2 separate regions of the Zea mays genome follow, and region 2 is linked to region 1. Evidence: chromatin contacts called from public Hi-C data. All regions are on one chromosome and are shown on one strand. The core of a region is the stretch at or near the end of the contact, and the rest is flanking DNA. Distances in the headings are between cores, read along the strand shown. Region 1 holds the start of LOC100278652. Region 2 has its middle 17 kb from the start of LOC100273107.

Region 1 (7,036 bases), core at 3,087-5,586:
TATCTGTTCCATGTTGACAGTGCAAACAAGAGTAATATCAATAGCCCAGAAAAAGATGATGGCGATAAGGAAACCGCACAGGTTTGATCCATTTCATTCCACTAAACTGTCATACTTATCTTTTCTGCCTAAACTACATACACTTACTTCTTAACATATTCAAAAGTTCCATAAATACATATGTTAAAACAACTAATTCTACCACAGCCAAATGTACAAAGTTAGACTACTTACCGTACCTTACTAAAATGCACAACAATTCATTGTTACAACCAATATTAACTATTATAATACTATATATATACTTGCTCTGATCTGCCTTCTATGCTAAATGAGCCTTATGTTTATATTTTATGGCTCAATAATTTGACATTACTTACTTTCTTCCTACCTGTCTTTCAAATAACTATAGCTATTTCACACAACCATTTCCAATTTATTCACATGATGAATGACAAGTGTTGTTGTTGCTACTGCACGCTATCTTCTGTACATTTGAATAGTTTTGTTCAAATATTATAACTCAATAGGATGTTATCATTTTCTTTATTCCAACCAATACACCAATTCTAATTTATCAAATATATCTATTACAATAGAGTCCCATATTCTACTATTGCTCTATTTACATTTGGTAAAAGACATTACATATTTTCCGCTTCTTTACAAAGAACTTTGATATGTGCAGCTTGACACATTACCTAATAACAAAGGAAAAAGAACAACAGATACAATTGAATTGCCACCTGTTGGGGACTTGTTCTCAAATGCTATGAATCAAGAACAAGGCAACATAAAATGTTAAATATCGAAGGCCCTTCGTCCTTCAAATCATTATTTCTCTTCGGACATAATGAATCTAGGACGAAGGTCATGAAGGATGTATCTTCATGATCATAATAAGAAATGGAAAACACTCAAACAAAATACAGAAAGTAACCTAATTTCTGTAAACGTTATTATTAATATATTTCTATTTGTATTACTTGTGTATAGAAAGATAAATTACAAATGTACCTTCGACTTGAAGGGAAGAAAATACAGGCGTGGCGTAAAAGTGAATGCCAAGTCAGCGCGAACAGTACGGGAATACTGTTCACCTATTTATAGGCACAGGTCGCAGCCCATGCAAGATTACATTAATGCCCTTTACATTTATCAATAACTCTATAGTAATTCTTCGAGGTCTAATCTGGCTTTTCATCTTTAAGTCGGTTTCCCTTTCCGTCGTTATGCCGAAGCTCTTCTGCGCATAGCTTCGTAATGATCTTTTCCTTCGTCACAATCACCTTCCGTCCCACTCAAGCTTCGTCTTGGCCATAATCTTATATACTCGTAATCCAATTCCGAAGATACCTGCTCACACATTTCACTTGGAAAACATTGTTAAACCATGTTTTTGAGGACCTTCGGAAGCCGAAGGCCCCCAACACCACCTAAAAGGTTACGCTCCGCATCATACCCTCCTACATGAATTATTTTCATTCCTATTATGATATCGTAGTTCCATTACCAATCTTAGTTACTAAAAACCATATAACACAATTTCTCTGTAACTGCATTTCATAATAATAAAAATCTTATATTTTCCTATGCAATATATTACATACTAGGCTGACTATTAAATTCTAAAATTCGTTTACAGGTTCAAACAAGGGACGATACGCATCGGAAAAGAAATGGACATCAAATCCTCCAAGAACTGAAGTTTCACTCAAATCTTCATCGATCTTTTAAGTTGCAGAATGTCTATTTTGCAACCTATGTATAATTATATATGATGAGCTGCTCAGCTCTTTGAAAATAATTTATGTAAATATAACAGCCTAATTCTACGTAATGCAACAAACATGTTGACTCTGATCACAACTCACGTAACTCTATTTCATATAAATATATAACATCTGCAGTAATCAAATTAGAAAAAAAATTCTAACGCGCGTAGGGCGCGCCCCAGTGACTAGTTGCATATAGGCCTTAGTGACATATTTAGAGAGCAAGTAAAGATATTTGTGGGACGTGGGAGAACACCTTAAAAAATCTTAGGGGTTACTCAGACAATCCTTTAAGGATGTCTACTACTCTTTAATCGACTGTAGAGTAGCCAGTTTTAACCTAGAGGACTACATGACACATATCCTTAGAAGATGTTTATACGATTCTCTAAAGATTGGAAGACTTGTAGAAAATATACTCAAGCTCTTTATGCTAAATAACAAGAGGCTGAGGGCTACATCTATTTGCTAAGAGAGCCCACGATTACCTCTCGAAAGAGAGGGCCGATGTGGGACGGCCGGAAGCCGGAAGCCGGAAGCAAAGGGAAAGGGGTGGACAAGGCCGGCACGGAATTCCATGGCGCCGATGCAGAGAGCTTGGTCAGAGAGCTGACACGAGCACGATCCCCCTCCCCCTCCAAAGAAAAGATACTCAGCTCTCAGCTGACACGAGCCCGTACGGAATGGAATCATCGGCTAGGGCGAAAGCGACCGGACTTGCTGCGGCCAGCAGCCACACCGGCCACCGCAGCAGGCATTCATGCCGTGCGCCTGCCCCTGCCCCTGACCGGCGCCGCGTACCGAACCTGCTCGGGCTGACGTGCTTTGCCCTTTGCCTTTGCCTTTGCCTTGCCTGCCTCGCTCTCGCTGCGCCAAAGCCTGGACACGACGACACCCGATAGCAAAGCAACCTCATAGCTAGCTAGGCTCGCCTTCGCGGCGGCCTGACAGCCCTGCACTGGAGCTAGGGCGCCGTCGGCATGCGTGGGCCAGCCAGCCAGCCAGCCAGCCAAGAGCCAACCGGCGGGTTCGTAGCATACGATGGTGAGGGCGGTGCCTCCTCCTGTCCTGCATGGTGGTGTCTCTCACAGCCGAGAATCTTTTCAGACGGCGATCCGATTGCGATGCGGCTGTTCACGACTTGGTCAGAACTCAGAACGCGCCCGGCCTGCATGCATGTGAGAGGTGCAGGACCCTTCTTTGCGTTTTGTGGTCCGACAGACACGATCTCGGCGTCGTCAGTCAGGGTCGATGGGGCGCAGCGCGGGCGGCTGTAGCACCCAGCTTCCACAGCGAGCGGCTGCGGCAGCTGCAGCTGCACCGTGAAACCATACATACCTTGGTGAGCGGGTGATACAGTCTGTGGCACTGCTGTGCCGTGCAGAGATATATATGGAGGGGGGACAAGGATCCACGAGCGAAAGGGCGTGTGCTACAGCAGCGGTTGCGTTGCGGGTACTACTCCAGTTAAGCGCCATTGGCCATTCCGTCCCCCCACGCATTGGTTGCATTGCCAGACAGTTGTGCTGGGCATCCGAGGCAGGCGCCTTTCAGCTACTACTCTCTTCGAGTATATACCTAGGCCGGAGGAGCAGAACATGCATGATTGATCGATCGGTGGTTGGTTAATCCGGCTGGCTTCAGGCTAGCAAGCTGCATGGGGGCACCACGAACCACGTGATCCGACCGGCGGCCGCTTCCTCCCCCTCCTTTCCGGTGCAAGCGCATCATCGTGGCATGTCCACCTCCCTCCCCTCCCTGGCTCCCTGCACAAACCACCCGTGTCCGGTTCGGCCTACGGCTTCCCTGTTGCTTCCCGCCGACCGAATCCCCCCGTCGCGTTTCGTTTCGTTTCGTTTCAGCAAGCGCATGCAGCACAGCACGCACCCGCATACCTGCAACCGACGCAACGACCTGCACGTTATGCGTGGTCCCCCCGAGCCCACCGGCACGGCGTACGTACGTACGCGCCGTAATATTATTGGGATCGGACGTGACACAACACAACGCCTGCAACCACCGTTGTATATCCGTGGACGTGGAGTGTGCGAGTGACAAGCGCATGCCGACGGGGGGGCATCGCTGTAGCTGCTTGCGGCTGGGGCACTGTTCCGCGCCACCGAAACTGACGTGGCGGCCCGGTCGGCATCAACGAACCCAACCACCTGATAACGCGACTGCTTGCTTTGCTCTGTTTTGTGTCCGTGCGAGCTCATCGTTTCCACTGCGACATGGCTGGGCTGGGCAGGTTCTCTAGCCATCTGGGATCGGTGCAGGCAGCAGCGGCGTGGGTTCGGTTCACGCCTGGGTACCGCAACAGTGCGTTCAGTACGGACATGTGGTGGTGCCTACGGCCTGTCTGTCCTGTGGTTTGCTCTAAGCTCCGGATGTGGGTGTGAGCAGACCTGTTGCTTAACGGCACTCACTCGTCCAACGCCTTGACCTCACTCTCTTCGCGCTGTGTGTCACTCACTGTGTGTGAGTGAGAGAGAGCGGCAAGGCAACTAGGCAAGCAAGTAAACGTGACGGTGGGGGCGGCCGTCCCCAGAAACGGGCGAATAAAGAGCGTCACCAGACAAAGATTTCAGAGCGCATATGCAACGCTGCGTTTTCGCGTCAGGCGAGGCGGAAATCGTGGCAGCGGCAGCGGCAGCCGAGCCGAGCCTGAACGGCTGCCACTGCTGCCACACCACCATCACTCACCTCTCCCACGCCCCCACCACCAGACCTTCATGAGTTGATGTGATTGATAAATAACGCGTCAGGTCGCGCTGTCCACACCTCCCGCGGCTCGCCAAGCTCCGCTCACACCTCACAGTCACAGCAGCATGACTCTGTAGTCCATCTCCCTTTGCAGCCGCCGCCGCCGCCGCCTCGAGTGGCTCCCAGATCCGAGCCGACGCCGGAGCAGGGACAAGCCGCTGCCAGCGGCAATGGCGGACGCCGTGGGGGCGCTACCTCCTCCTCCTCTGCCGCCGCCGCCGGAGTGCGAGTCCGGGAGGTCCTCGCCGTCCCACGCCGCGTCGCCGGAGTTCGAGTTCTGGATGGTGGGCAGGAACCCGTCCCCGGCGCTGCTCACCGCCGACGAGCTCTTCTCCGGCGGCGTCGTGCTCCCGCTCCACACCCTCCAGGCGCCAGGCGCTCCGGACGGCGACGGCGCGCCTCAGCCTCAAGCCGACGCGGACGCGGACGCGGACGCCGCGGCGCTCCCGCTGCCTGACGCGCAGGCGCAGGTGGAAGGGGAGGCCGCGCAGCCGCTCGCGGAGTCCGCCATCGCGCCGACGCCGGACCTCCCCGCGGTCACGTTCAAGTGGAAGGACATCTTCAAGGCGGGCGCCGGCGCCGGCGCCGAGGGCAAGGAGCGCAAGAAGGTGGAACGGCGCGTGAGCAGCGTCAGCGGGAACGCCGAGCTGATTAACATCAACATATGGCCTTTCTCCAGGAGCCGCTCCGCCGGAGCAGGTGCCGGCACCTTGAGTAGGGCCAAGCCCAATCCGAATCCAAACCCAAACCCCAACCCCAACGCCGCCGTCGCCGCCAGCGGCGGCGCCAGCGTTAACGCCAACACCACCGCCAATGCCACCGCCCCGAGCGCGCCGCCGGCCCCGGCGCCGGTCCCGCGCAAGGTGAGCAGCGCGCCGTGCTCCCGTAGCAACTCCCGCGGGGAGTCCTCCGGGCCTGTGCCGACCATCCCCACCGCCACTGCAACTGCAGCGCCAGAAGCAGCAGCCGGAGAAGAAGACGCCGACGCGGCCACCCAGGTTCAGGCGGCGCCACTGACCGCCGCCGGCACATCCAGCGCCACGTCCATGTTGAGGAGGTGGGTGCCCGGACAGGGCCGTAATAACAACAACGCAGCAGGGCCCGGCGGCATCCGCGTGGGGCGGCCCAGCGCCGTGTGGAAGCTGAGGCGCAACAAGCTGCAGCAAACCGCCGCCGAGCAGAAGCAGGTGGGCGGCAAGAAGAAGGCGGCCCCGGCCCAGGAACCCGCCGCGGCCGCGGACGCGGACGCAGATGCAGCCAGCGACGACAAGGCGTCGCCGAGCGTGGCCGCGCCAGCTGCCGGGTGCCGGAACAACGTGGAGGGCGCCGGCGAGGAAGGGAACCCGCCGCAGGTGCTCTTCGGGCTCCGGACCTTCTTCTCCAAGAAGGTGTACTGATCAGCAGCAAGCCATGGCATTGTACTTTGTACATACAAATTCGAGCTCTAGGCTCGCTCTTCCACATTTTCACCTTACCTGCCCCCTTCTTTTCTTTTTTTTTTTGCCTTTTTTTTATTACTCTCCTTCCTCTGCTCTAATTCGATCGAGTAGCTTCGATATCCTCTGTACTGTACTAGAACGAAGCTAGGCCTCAAGTAGTCGCCTCAAGCAGGCCAGCCATGAGCCATCGTCGTGTGTCGACCATGGATGAAGCAGAAAGCACCCATGTCCATGTAAACGGTAGTAATGTAACAAGCATGCATCATCCGTGTCGCTCGCTCGTCGCGTCGTGTCGTGTGTGCGTGCCGGCAGTAACGATCAGTGGTGAAACTTTCGGTGGTGGGTCGGCGACTTTGCCATGGCGCGGACCGCGGAGGCGCCCATGCCCGGTGTGTCCAGTGCCGCCGTGCCGGGACGACGAGACATGACGAGATGCCAAATGATTTGGGGGGGGATGATTTGGGGGGGGGGGGGGGGGGGGGGGGCAAAAGGCTGGGAAAAAAGGCAGTGCGGCAGGCAGCTAGCCAGGCACACAGGCAGGGCGCCGTTGGGTGGCCTCTGCGGCGTCTGTCACGTCGAGCGATCGATTCATTTCCTGCGGTCCAGCGGATGGACGGGGATCAGGGACGGACGGGAGCGGGACAAGGTATTGGCAGCAGCAGCAGCAGCGCATGCGGCCACTCGCTATGGAACAAGCGGCGTCCGCGGGAGCCGGGAGGGCCATATGCGCTCGCCAGGGCGGGCGTGGCGGCGAGCGCGCGACACCAGCCACGCACCGCCCACGGCGCACGCCTGCCGCGCGCATCGCAGCGCAGGCAGATGTGCCGCATTATTCTACGGCTCCCCCGAGCCGTCGCCCATGCTGCATTGCTGCTACTGTTCAGTGGGAAGGAGCGGCGGCGCCGGCGGCATGATTCGCCCTCGCCGCGCCAGTCGAGAGCAGCACACTCGATCCTGCTGGGTGCTGCCTGGGACCGTCTACGTCCCAACTCCCAAGCCATGGGATGAGAGAGTCGTGGACCACGCGCTGCGCCCGGCCCCGCCCGTGCCTCCCTTACC
Region 2 (7,036 bases), core at 1,938-4,437, 120 kb after region 1:
AACACAAGAGACACGCGATTTTTATCCCGTGGTTCAGCCAAGTAACACTTGCCTACTTCCACGTTGTGGCGTCCCAATGGACGAGGGTTGCACTCAACCCCTTTCAAGTGATCCGATGATCAACTTGAATACAACGATCTTTCCTTTGAGATCTTTTCCCGTTTGCGAGGAATCTCTACAAGTTGGAGCCTCTCACCCTTACAAAGTTTTGATCACAAGAAGCACAAGAGTAAGGGAGGGAAAATAACACACACAAGATTTAATCCACAGCACACACATGCACACAAGCCAAGACTTGAGCTCAAAGCACAACACAGGGAGTTCACAACTCGAACTGATCTCAAATCACTATCACAACGAATCAAATGCGTGGAGGCAGAGTCTGGATGTCTTAGTATGCTTAGAGAATGCTTGGTATATAGCTCCATGCACCAATGGGTCCCTTTTATAGCCCAAAGGCAGCTAGGAGTCGTTGGAGATCAATTTGGTAGGCATTTCTTGCCTTCCGTCGAGTGGTGCACCGGACAGTCTGGTGCACCACCGGACAACCATTGTAGCAGTCCGGTGCGCGATCTCCTTCCATATTGGGGGCAGTCGACCATTGGGCCTCGGGACCGGTTGGCGCACCGGACACTGTCTGGTGCACACCGGACAGTCCGGTGTGCCCAACCGACCGTTGGCACGGGCCACGTGTCGCGCGTTGATCGCGCGACGAACCGTTGGCCGCTGGCGCCGTTGGCTCACCGGACAGTTCGATGCACCACTGGACAGTCCGGTGATTTATAGCCACATCGCCTTCTCTTTTCCCGAGAGCGCCCAGTTGACGTCGAGCCAGCCTGCACCACCGGACACTGTCCGGTGCACCACCGGACAGTCCGGTGTGCCAGGCCTGAGCTGGTGTTGGTTGTTCTTAGCCAACTTTACTCCAATTCAGATTTTCTTTTCTTGTCACTGTTTATAGCACTTAGATAGACAATATTAGTATTCAAAAACAATTCACTAAGTCTAGAAACATACCTTGTTCTTTGATTTTCACTTCTCACTCATTTAGCACATAAGAACTTAATCAATATGTGTTGGACATTTAATCACCAAAACCTTATAGAAATGGCCCAAGGGCACATTCCCCTTTCACATATAAAACATGACATTTTTCGCGGGTGTAGGGAAAACCCTAGTTATTTCTTCCTCGGTGCGCTGCTCTCTGATCTCTTATCCCTCTCCCTCCCCGAGCGACACTCCTTCCTCCACCATCTCCCTCAACTCTGGAGAGAGTATGTAGCGGAGGCATGTCACCGTTGCAGGGCTCCTCACCAGTGTGTGCACTCCCCTTTTGAGGATGAGTGTGCCACCATCGAGCGGCCTCTCGACGGTGCCTTGGGTGCCCATGGGCGCGTGGTCACACTTTGGCTTGGTGCCGCCACCGCCATTCTCCCCTAGTCTTTCACAACCAGGTAATTTTCTTATTCTTTTTTTTCCTTTCCTCTGTGTGTTTGTGCTTAGGGTAGGGTTAGGGTTAGGGAAACCGAGTGGGTTCTTTCTTCCCTATCTTTTTTACCCTCTAATGGCGAATCCAAGACTTAGGAGGGGTTTTGCTTAGGTTCACCCTAAAAGTCAAACGGCTAAAAGACATCTAGGGTTGAGGTCCTAGGCACAAACTTGCTATGGTACCGTTTTTAGAACTAGGAAAGCGAGCTGGTGCTCTAGTTCTAGCCACTAGATGTGGTAGAATACATGTTATACTTCGCTTTTCGATGGAGAAGCCATTAGGGCATCGCTGCTTGATCGAAGAGGGTGAGGTTGTTGAGCGGAGGTGACAATATTTCCCTTCACTGGCTGCGTTAGAGACTAGATCATATATCCCTGGTGTTTGTATGAGAGATGAGTCTACCGATGAATATTGGCTCGCGTACTGGCCCTCTTTTTTATTATGTATGTGGTGTGAAAGTGTGCGAGGATGATATCAACCACAACATTAAGAGCCCAAATAGGAAGCTAAGAACATACAAAAAGTATTGCTAGCAGCAGAACATGGGATTGGAAAGATGTTTTGTGACATGTTTACTTCTCCTAACCAGTTCCAATTCATCCTTTAAAAATTTCCCTCAACTGTGCCCCAGCACCTTAGGGGGTGATCCAACAATACTGTTGTTGAACCTTCCTGGATCTCTCAAAGTGCACCTGATAAGCTAGGATAACCCTGTCGTTTGCCTCACCACCTTATGAAGCCGAGGGTCTTCCACTTTCCAGTGCTGCTGATTAGAATAAAGTTGTGTTGAACTGGCAGTTAATCCTGACACTGTTGGAGGAATGGCTGAAGCACCGCCAAACATGATGGTTCCTGTCCTGGGGCATGAAACCACAAGTCTTCATGAAAAGTCCACATATGTCTCCACTCCATATACTGATCAATGAGGTCTTTGTGCTCTTGTACCCAGAGGTGCCCTAATAGCTCACTCGGTTGCAAGCTCTCCATTTGTTTGTTAGTGAAATGCGGATTGTTTATCAGATCTAATGCCGAAAGCTCCCACGTGAGGCCTTGTTCGGTTATGCTAATCCATATGGATTGGAGTGTATTGGACAGGATTGAGACGGATTTAAACCAACTCAATCCTACTCAATTCACATGGGTTAATAGCAAAACGAACAAGCCTGAAAGAATAAACCAAGCTAAGGCCTTGTTCGGTTGTTTCAATTCCATGTGGATTTGTGTGTATTGGGATGGATTGGAATAGATTTTGACTTGTTATGGATTTAATCCGATTCAATACCACTCAATCCACATGGATTAACGACGAAACGAACAAGCCCTAAGTTGGTATGTTGTGCTTCGAAAATCTCCGGGGTCGGGGTCCTGTGGGAAAGAATTCAGCGTTGTACTAGTACCTTGTGCAGACGACGCAGCACAACAAAGAGCTTGTCAGGCGACAACTGCAAATTCTTGATCTCATCCGCAAATGCAAGAAGGCGAAGAAGAGCACTATTTGGTTTGTTCAGCTGCTGCGTTTAACTACGTTGTTTGTAGGGTAGAAGAGGTGGGTGTGTTCAGCGGTGACATTGGCCGATTTTTTTATGCCGCCGTCGCCGTGCCTGCACGCGCAGGAGGGCCGTTACGTGCTGCTGCCTGCTGTCCGGGGGGTACACTGTCCGGCGTGGGCCGGAAGCCCGACGCGCTTGGGCTGGTGCGCGCATGGTTGAAGCCGCCAGAAAACGGGCTGCATGGCAGATGGGCTCCGTATTGTATTATCGCCCATGACACGGCCCTTTCTCACAAGAACAAACCGAGGCTGCTTGGCTGACGAGAGAGCAGCTTCTTCTAGATCCGTGAGCGTGACTCTGTGAGCGGTAGCTATCTTGCTGCTCTGTGGTCAGACAGCCGTATCGCTGTTCTCTGTCAGGCAACTATCGCTGCCATGCAACCCGATATGCTTATCCGTTTGATAGCAGTAGTTTCTCTACTCTACACCACACCCATCTATCTATCTTGAAAGAGTTCCCGTGTGTTCCGGATCATTCTTCTGTCGCTTGCCTTTTTTTTTCTGCTCCAATGATGATTTGTCTCCAAACCAGCATAACACCTGCGTGCGTGCGTGCGTGCCTCTAACCTGAAACCATGCGGCAGTCGGGCTCATCTCTTTCTTCATCATCCATCTCCGAGAGGCCGATGTGCATGCGACTGACGACGCTGTTCTTTGTGCTTTTAAAAGGGTCTGGGGCTTCCATAATAGCGTTGACACTGCCCCTGAGTAGAGAAGAGTTGCGTGCATAAGCTAAGAGGAGCTTATTGTAGCTAGTAGTGTTTCTTTTATTGGGGTGGACCTTCAGCTTTCAGATTAATTAACCACTATATTCCAAACATCAAGGTTCAGTGCAGCAAGCTATATAGATATTTTTCTCCAATAATCCATATGTGCCTGCCCTCTCCGATAATTAAGTCGAAGAATGATTGGAAAGCATGCCTCGATGACTCGTAGAAATAGGACGCTCTAAATCCACAAGCAAGGCAACATCAGACGCACAACTGTCCCCGACTCACAAATAGTACGTCACATGACATCCTCCCTACCTGCAACTGCAAATACACGCCACCGGAAGAAGCAGCGAGCGAGCGAGCAGCATGCATCCATCCATCCATATGATCGTCTATATATCTACGGAGTATAATTAATACAATACACAAGGACACGAAGCTAAGAGCGATTAGGCTACTAGCAGGTCTTGCTCCGCTAATCGCCAGGTTATAATCAGCAGCTAGCTAGCAGGCCGGCCATGCCATCTTGGCTTTTCCCTCTCCCTCACGCTAACCCACCCGACAACAGTGTTGACCCGAGCGCCCTAATCATGCAGCCAACCCACGCGCGCCGCCTTAAACCGGTCCCGACAACGCTGATCCGCATTACTATTATTTTTACGCCGGCCGTGACACCACGGCGGTGCCTGCCGGGCTCGCGGCAGCTGCCGGCCGTTGATGAGTTGACTAGCGGTAGACTCGCCGGGTACTCAACCGGGGCTAAAGAGTACCGGTAAGGTCGCTGTCGGCGAACTGCGAATCGCCCGCCCTCATCTTCTCTGCGCAGTCAGCGTTGTCGGAAACAGCGTCTTTTACATCGTCCGGCCCCCTTGTCTTGGACGGATGTCGCTTGTTGCGTTGCATATGCGACGTTAACGTCTGACCTAGAGCTAGCTGTGTGTGTTTTATTATCGAGGCAGGGAAAGTGTTCCTCTTTTCCTGCCCTCCAATATTAACACACTTTTAATCGGTAACAATACTAATGCCGGACCCGGACCGTACGTGTGCACTAATTGTTAGAGATAAAGATGGAATAGGATAGAAACCAACCTCTTTTCTGTAGAAGTATTTTTTTTTGTCTTGTCTTTTGAAACGGTTTCTGTAAAAAAGTATTTGTTCCTATATACTACTTATATTTTACAATAGATATAGACATATGCATATGCTAGTTGATTACTGCTGCCGAGCTGGGGATTTGCGGAGACATGTGTGGCGCGCGGGACACATGAGCGTACGTGTGCATATGTTCTTCAGTAGTAGAGAGCATCTGTGGCCCGATATGATGATCTGCACCTAATAATCGATCCTAGCTAGGTTGCTTTCAGAATTTATACCTCCGGGCCACCCCTTCCACGGCTGCGAGGGAGAAGGGATCGGCACCCGGTTCCGTGCTGTGACTTGAGAAAATGGCATGTTCTGGGCAAAGATTTCAACGTGTGCGATCTACGATTAACCCTGTCGCCGATTTAATGATTACTTGGAACGACAAGACATTTGGAGACACGATATATATATATATATATATATATATATATATATATATATATATATATATATATATATATATATATATATATATATATATATATATATATATATACACACACACGCACACAATACAAGTAGTATATATATTTGTGGTACAGTGGTAGGAATTCGGGTGCAAGAAGTAGGTGCCATGTTAGGTCTGGGGCCTATATATACTCTATATGCACGGGGTAGCTAGCTGCCCTTGTTCTTTTTCCACATGGAAAACACACACAGAGAGTAGTCGCCGCAAGCAGACAGATGACAAATGTCCCTGATGAACGAAACCCTGTCGATCAGAACCGGGGAGGTCGGATTTATCATTTTCTCCGTGACTAATCCTGGCTCTTACACTCATCAGCTATTAAATTACGCGGCGGCCGACGTGGACGGGGTGGTGCCGGATGCGGCACCCGTCCGGCTGTATACGCTTTACCTGCGGGGGCCGGGGGGTCGCTTTCGGGACAGGAGGAGGACTCGTGATCGATCGATCGATCGACCGATCCCTTCCGGCTGGCTACGCGGTCAATTTAAAGCCCAGAAGAAGAAGCAGGCGGGGCAGCTCGCCTGATGTCAGAGCGCAGGCGAGCGGTGTCGAATTGCCTGGCACGGACGCGCTTGGCTTCTCCCGCGCTGGTGATTTGTAAAAAGCCTTAATCTTTAATTTGCGAGGCTGTCCGGAACCTAATCCAGCTTCGTACTGCTACAGAAAAGCGCCCGGCCGTCTCTGGATTAACAATGCGCGCTTTTGGTCCTGCATGCGCTAGCCTGCGCCTACAGCAGGTAGCAGCAGCAGTTGCTGTTGCTATTGTTGTTTAACTTATCGGGGAAGGAGGGAGGCAGGGTTAGTTAGCTTCTCGGTGGTGTTGTGTGTGTACTGCTGCATCATCTGCTTAGATCAGTCAGGCATGCGTCCGTTGTGCATGTTGATTGCTGCTTTTGCTTCGTTCTGAAGAGGAAGCTGGCGGAGTTCGTATAAGCACGTCACTGTAGTCTATAACACAGTGGTCGTCGTCGGGCGGATGCTTTGTTCGCTTCGGGTTCTGCTGCAGCTACAATCCCCTTCTCCTAGCCTGCTTCCTTCGGGATTAAAGCCTTTTGCTCGCTCGTTCTTTCAAAAACATCGCCCTGTTCGTGCATGGACCACCCCAATAGTCTCTCTGTCTACGTTCTTCCTCACCGAACAAACAAGGCCTGCTCTTCAGTGCACGAACAGGCAGCGAGCGTCAACAGCAGCAGCAAGAGGACCCGAGGCCGGAGCCGGAGCCCCCTCAAGACTCTCCCTTCCCTGACGCCGTATTATTTTACGGGGAAGTGACGCCATGGCGGTGGCGGTGCGCCCCCGGACCCCGGTGGGTGCGTGCGCGTGCGCGTCTGCGTCTGCGTCTGCGTCCGTCCCCGTCCCTGTCCCCGCCCCTCTGCACTGCGGCGTGCTCTCTCGCGTCCCCTCGCCATCAGACGCGCGCGCATCCAACGTCACCGAAACGTCGAGCACAGTGTGCTCACGCCAGTATGTCACGGAGGGACGGGGTGCAGTGCAGCCAAAGGAACCAGGGCGCGAAAGAGATCGAGGGGGAGAGGAGTTGTTTTGTTTTCCTTCCTCCAGCTCCACGGTAGTAGAGTAGCCATAGTCAGGGGCGGACGGACAGATGGGGTAAAGTGGGACATGACCCTCCCTCAATTTTAAAAATTCCTATATCTGATGTTAGCTCAATTTTT

What was found. Hi-C and Micro-C count contacts between places; a contact is called where the count stands out from the background.
Region 2: a contact with region 1 is called in a Hi-C map of endosperm, with 5 times the contacts expected there. The contact joins the enhancer-like site here to the promoter of LOC100278652 in region 1. A contact is called at or near these places in 4 of 25 Hi-C or Micro-C datasets (bundle sheath, endosperm, leaf and 1 more).

Annotation. Positions count from the first base shown.
Region 1 is chr3:161,857,153-161,864,188 of Zm-B73-REFERENCE-NAM-5.0, forward strand. LOC100278652 reads left to right here and starts at 4,337. Exons shown (of 1, transcript NM_001372465.1): 1 at 4,337-6,242. The coding sequence starts at 4,709. The coding sequence ends at 5,935. It also overlaps the pseudogene LOC103650842.
Region 2 is chr3:161,983,209-161,990,244 of Zm-B73-REFERENCE-NAM-5.0, forward strand. No RefSeq gene overlaps it. Among protein-coding and RNA genes, the nearest start is that of LOC100273107, 17 kb to the right of the region's middle. Within about 2 kb of position 3,188, at least 19 of the 20 cell types and tissues checked have an H3K27ac peak or open chromatin away from gene starts, as enhancers often do. A contact at or near this core is called in bundle sheath, endosperm, leaf and 1 more, where this site is marked.